2 separate regions of the Mus musculus genome follow, and region 1 is linked to region 2. A link is a contact called in public promoter capture Hi-C data. All regions are on one chromosome and are shown on one strand. The core of a region is the stretch at or near the end of the contact, and the rest is flanking DNA. Distances in the headings are between cores, read along the strand shown.

Region 1 (2,896 bases), core at 341-2,840, 610 kb after region 2:
GTTAAACACCACAGCAACAACCAAGACCATGATCCTCGGACAGCTTTGGAGATGGATAAATGTGGCATCACTTGGAGACAAGTAGAAGAGCAGATAAGAGTCCAGTTCATCTGTTAGCCAAACAGCAGCAACAGACAAGCTTACTAAGGATGCTTCTGCCTTGCCCAGTTCCTGAACCAACCCCAGTTCTCATCCCAGAACCTCCTAACCAAAGAGGTGGCAGGGATCCCAGGAGGAAGAACAGAGAACACAATGCAAATACATAATGTAGTGAGGCTCCTAGCCTTTCCCCAAGGGGATTGAAGGTCATCAGGGAACTGTCAGGGAAGGGGATACCCAGACAGTGTTAGGACAATTAAAAACAGATCTGAGTTACCATGACAACAAGAGATGCTAACCATGATCACAGCCTTGCCCAACTAGGATGGAGGCACACAGACCTCCATCTTGTACTTCTGCTGGGTCTGTAGACCACCAAAAGTAAAAGTGGAATGAACGACTTAGAAGTTGAACAACTGTCACATGAAGTCTGGTGACTAGTGGATGTCCCTTAAACTTTACCTAAGCTAATAAAGACACCAAAGCCTAGGGAACATGGTGGGAATGCAAGTGTGGTGGCTCCTATCACATCCCCTCTTAATTCACAGGTCTGGCACTTGCAGTACCTGGATGGATTCTAGACAATGATCATCAATGTCCGCAAGCACAAGCAAGCAGCCACCCCGCCTTTGCTACAGTAGATCCGTCGACATGGCCTTGGGCCCAGGGAGTGTGGCCACTAAGTGAAATGAAAGCTTTTACTCTTATTTTATTTTTATTTTGAGGTGTCAAGGCCTTCCTACGTAGACTAGGCTAGCCTTGATCTCAAAGAGATTTGCCTGCCTCTGCCACTCCAGTACTGAGATTAAAGGCATAAGCCACTAACCTGGCTTTATTTTATTTTATTTTTTAATTTTAAAATGGATCAAGATGCTCATATCTGTGTGGAACACACAATCACATATGCTCACTGGCTGTGATAAGGTATTCTCAGTAGAATGGGGATAACCGACTCTTTCACAGATCGCGGTCCATTACATCTCGTCAACAAACTCTAGCCTCTGGAATAAATCTGACCTAGAACTTTTTTATTTTTATTTTCAAATATTGGGACAGGGTCTCATTATGTAGCCCTAGCTGTCCCAAAACTCACTGCTTGAATGTTCTAGAAGAAAAGTTTTTCTGTTTACACCCAGGGCGCGCGCGCGCACACACACACACACACACACACACACACACACACACACACCTTACCATGGAGCTCCCACCCAGCCCGGCCCCAGCTCCCTGCAGGGCACTCTGGGCTCCCCATCGCACCACCCGGCCACCCAGCTCACCGCCTTCGGGCTTCCTGACGAGCAGCGATGCGCAGGCGCCGGGCCTGGATCCGCTCCTGCGGGTTATCCGAATGCACCGAGGGTCCGAGAATCGGGGTGGCTAAGTGTTCTTCCCCATTCTGCTCTAGGACCCCAATGGTTCCTGAGGGATTCATGGCGGCGTCTCCCACCCACTGGCAGCTCCGCCTGGACCAGCAGCCGGGTTGCTAGGAACAAGCCGTTGCCAAGGGAAAGCAGTCACCTGACCCATCTCTGGCTAGCTGTCGCGCGGCGCTCCAGCCCAGCTTCTCTGTCAGGCACTACGAGTTGTATATTTGTATCCCAAATGTGGACTTGATTCCCCTTGCCTGAAGTTGGTTTGGAGGGGCTGACTTGACCCCACGAAGGCAGATGGAACAAACCGCACCGCATCTCTTTCTGACTCAAAAGCCCAATTCATCATCCACCTTACCAAATGAATATTCCTAAAAGGCACTTTGCTCCAAAATAACTGAGTACCTGCAACATGAAAAGCATTGTATTATATAGCTAGAGACAGTGGCGTCCTTTCCTTAAGCTGAGTGGGAGACCACCTCAGCCCATTGCAGTTTTGGAAGTGTGAACTCAAGTACACTCATCATCTGTAGCCATGACCGAAAAAGAGGTGGGTTCAGGAGAATGGTTGGGGGGGGGGGGGCGGGGAAGAACCCAGGACACCACCGCTCTCTCAAAGCAGCAGTCTGCGGGGGCGGGGGGGGGGACATCATGCCTTAGGCACCGTGTGTCCCCTTGTCAACAAAATAATGTCCTGGGGCCAGAGAGAAGGCTCAGCAGTCAATGTTTATGGCCAAGGAGAGTGACCAACTGAGTTCAATCCTTTAGGCCCACACTATGGAAAAAGTACCAGTACTGATAAATTGTCCTTTGACCTTCACATGCCACAGTGGCATATGGGCACACAAAATCATAGGTGTAAAAAGTGGTTTTTTTTTTGTTGTTGTTTTTTAATGTTCTCTTTAAGAATTAAAACTATGCCTGTGGGCTTGTGGTACGGCTCAATGGTAAAGGGTTTACCTACACCAGTTGGTTCGTTGGAGCACCTTGGACAGGACACACAAAACAAAACAAAAACACCACTCCTGTAATCCCAGAACTCAGGATTGTGTTCCAGGTCATCCTGGAACACAATGAGACTCCATTTCTAAACTAAATTAAAATAAGAAATGTAAAGCCCTATACCAAAATAATAATAATAATAATACCCACCCTTATAATAATAATACACACAGACATGCAGACATAGTGGTTCACAATCAGCCCTCTGGGAGGCTGAGATAGGAAGACTGTAAAGTTCTAGGCCAAGCAGGGCTACATTTCAAGACACTATCCCTAATGCAAACCACTCGACAGTTTTATTTTTGTAGCATTGGAGACTGAACTTAGGGACTCAGACATGCTAGACATTCCTTGATGATGAAGGGGTTTTATGGCTTAGGGAAGTTGCAATGCAAGAATGAGTTTGCTGCTGGGGGTGGTGGCAC
Region 2 (2,834 bases), core at 121-2,620:
AGACCCACTAGCGGGGGCTGTTGCCACCCCTCCTACGCCTTCCCCATCACTAGACACAGTCTCCACCTTTTCCACATGGGCTAGGTTCCCTGAATCAAAGCGAGAACTGAACAGCAATCCCCCACAGCGCAGCTCCATGGTGGGGCTGGGAAAGCATCCTCTTGCCCCACACAGGCCCTGAGAGCTGGGGGGAAAAAAAATCAAAGTTGGGATAGGGAGGAAGGGCAGAAAATGAAACAATGTGTTTGGTATGTCTGGATAAATGAGAAATGTCTTTTCTACTCTATGAAGCAAAACGCTCTTATTCATAGAAAACCTGGAAGTAGCCTTTCAGTAAGATCAAGAGAAAGCACAACTCTGTCCCTGGACACCCAAGGAGTATGAGCGACCTAAAAACACCCTATTTTACTACATCACCACCGTTCCCCAATCGAATGCTCACTAGCTTCCTTAGTTGAGTTGGAAAACGCTAGATTCTCAAGCTTTTTAACAACCTAAGAGGCAGAGACTCGAGGTCGGGTGGTTGCCACTGACTCTATGAGGGAGAGGCCATATTAAAATTTCCTATATTGGCTTTGTACTGGACAGCCCGGAGCAAGAAGAACCAAGTTTCTAAGTGTAAATGGTAGCTTCCTTTCTTTACCTCTTTTGTCTTCACAAGCACCGACTGTAATTATACTCGTTTCTCGGAGACCTTGAAGAGCGTTGCTACCACCCCCTTCCTCTACTACGCCTATTATGAAAACGTAGCCTATGCCCGGCCAAAGCCACTTGCTCACCTGCCCTGAACCTCAGTTCCAATTAGGGTCTGTTTCCATCCTCCCGCCCTGTAGACACGAGCCCGTGCAAAAGCTACCCTCGAAGGTGTGGGTAACGGGCGTCCTAAGCACCCCTAGGAAGGCTGGGCCAGTAGAGTCCCGCTTGGAAGCAGCAGGCAGCTCCTCGATTCGCGAGGACCCTCGCGCTGCCTGGCTTGTCCAGGGCAGGGTGGGGTTTGGAAGCGTGGGAGGGGTCGAGACAGGTACACTGGCGGACAGGAAGGCGGGTCCTAGGGGTCAGAGGTGAGGCCACAGGAGCAGAGGGAGTCAACCAAAGGCGGGGTCGGCGGGCCGGCCGCGGCAGGCCGGGGGGCGGGGTGGCATTCGACGGGGGCTCCGGCAGAGCGGGCTGAGAAGGGGGCGGGGCCTGCCGGCGGGGCCGCAGTCCACGCGAAGCCCCTCACCTCTCTCCGGGCCGCTGCTCCCGCTCCCTCTCCCGCTAGCGAGGCGGCACCTCGGGCCCCGGCACCCGGGCCCTCCACCCGGGACCCACACAAAACCAGAGAGCCGCGGTGCCGGGACCCCACTCTGCCAGGAAACAAGAAGTCTCTTGCCTATTGGCCGCAGCTGCAGCTGGCTACCCGCCCAGTAAAGCGCACTGCCATTGGTCGCCACGCAGGGTTCCGTGCACGTTGGCAGGTACCTGTGAGGGGGCCGTTTGGGGGCTTCCGCGGGCCACCGCCGTGTGCGGCTCACTAGGCGTCTTCTCTGTAGGCGGTTAACGGCCCGCCTCCCCGAGGCGGGAAAGACAGAGCAGTGAGCAGGAAACAGGAAAAGACTTACCTGTGAATAAGAAAATAGCATGTGAAGCCGATCTTTGTTTACCGTGCTCCTAGCTCTACTGTGTAACGAAACGTGGACACAACAGATCATGAGCCTGATGGTGTGTAAAAGGAAGTGGAGGATGCGGGCATCGATCCCGCTACCTCTCGCATGCTAAGCGAGCGCTCTACCATTTGAGCTAATCCCCCAGCTGTAGTGCTGTACCTTCCTGTAACCTTTACAAGGTTTCCTGAGACTCAGTTTTCTAATGTAGTTCACAATATAAAGTAGGATGGAGCCCTCAGCAAGATTTTGAAACAGAGCCATGTAATACATACATAAGCAATAAGGACTTTTCTTGAAGTACATGTCACTATAGCTTTAACACCTAATATGCGAACAAGGTACGTTGTACTTCGACTACTTAACTGCTATATGTACTCAAGGGGTTTTCAACGTAGCCAGGAAAATACACTGCCTATCCTCAAGTAAGCGTTTCCCCCACGGAGCAATTGACCTAGGGTGTAGGTAAACTAAAAGTAGTGCACGAAGTCCTTCGAGCCGGAATCGAACCAGCGACCTAAGGATTACCATATTGTACTGACTACAGTCCTCCGCTCTACCAACTGAGCTATCGAAGGCCCCGCTGCGTCGGGCTGCTGCAGTTTTCCCTCTAATGCTTACCAAGATTTTTTTTTTTTCCCTAATGTGTTTCTGCGTAAACTAAAGGATCCCGGGCCAGAAGAAAGGCGGGCTTGCAGGCTCGCACCCTGCGGCAGGAGCTCGCCGTGAGCCGGATTGAGGCTAAAGCTGGGGCGGCCTTCCTCTCGCTAAGCAGACATTAGTTTCGGTGTTTGGGACTACGAATGCTGCTTCTGCTCCAGGTTTCCTTTGGTTTTCGGCGTGATGAAAGTATATAAAGCATGTTGTTCTGATGATGCGAAAGACATTCGCTCCGTCAGCTGAAGTGTCGGGGTCCATTCACCGAGACCCAGGCCAGAAGGGAAGACCGAGCCACGGGAGCGAGGGACCCCTATGCCCTGGACGCTGGGATGCAGCGGCGGCCCGGACTCCTACTCTCCGAGCCCACTGGCTGGGTGCAGTCCCAGGTCCTGCCCTAGTCGCTTATAACCTCGCTTTTATGGTCGAGGTCTGGGAAAGGTTTCCGCCCCACCTGGGCTTCACTGCCAACCAAGTGTCTTCTCTGCCGTGATGGGTTGACCCCTTATCTGGCTCACGTATTTGTTGCTCTTC

What was found. Promoter capture Hi-C pulls out the DNA fragments that hold promoters and counts their contacts.
Region 1: a contact with region 2 is called in a promoter capture Hi-C map of hippocampal neurons, with 2.3 times the contacts expected there. The contact joins the promoter of Drc1 here to the promoter of Agbl5 in region 2. A contact is called at or near these places in 2 of 39 promoter capture datasets (cranial neural crest and hippocampal neurons).

Annotation. Positions count from the first base shown.
Region 1 is chr5:30,280,087-30,282,982 of GRCm38.p6, reverse strand. It overlaps Drc1 (dynein regulatory complex subunit 1), which reads right to left and starts at 1,590. Exons shown (of 17, transcript NM_001033460.4): 1 at 1,377-1,590. The coding sequence starts at 1,531.
Region 2 is chr5:30,887,470-30,890,303 of GRCm38.p6, reverse strand. It overlaps Agbl5 (ATP/GTP binding protein-like 5), which reads right to left and starts at 1,370. Exons shown (of 16, transcript NM_001374737.1): 1 at 780-1,370; 2 at 1-184. The coding sequence starts at 138. It overlaps Gm35795 (a long non-coding RNA gene), which reads left to right and starts at 1,349. Exons shown (of 2, transcript XR_376844.2): 1 at 1,349-1,457; 2 at 2,310-2,834. n-TYgta9 (a tRNA gene) reads right to left here and starts at 2,221; the gene lies at 2,133-2,221. n-TAagc15 (a tRNA gene) reads right to left here and starts at 1,789; the gene lies at 1,717-1,789.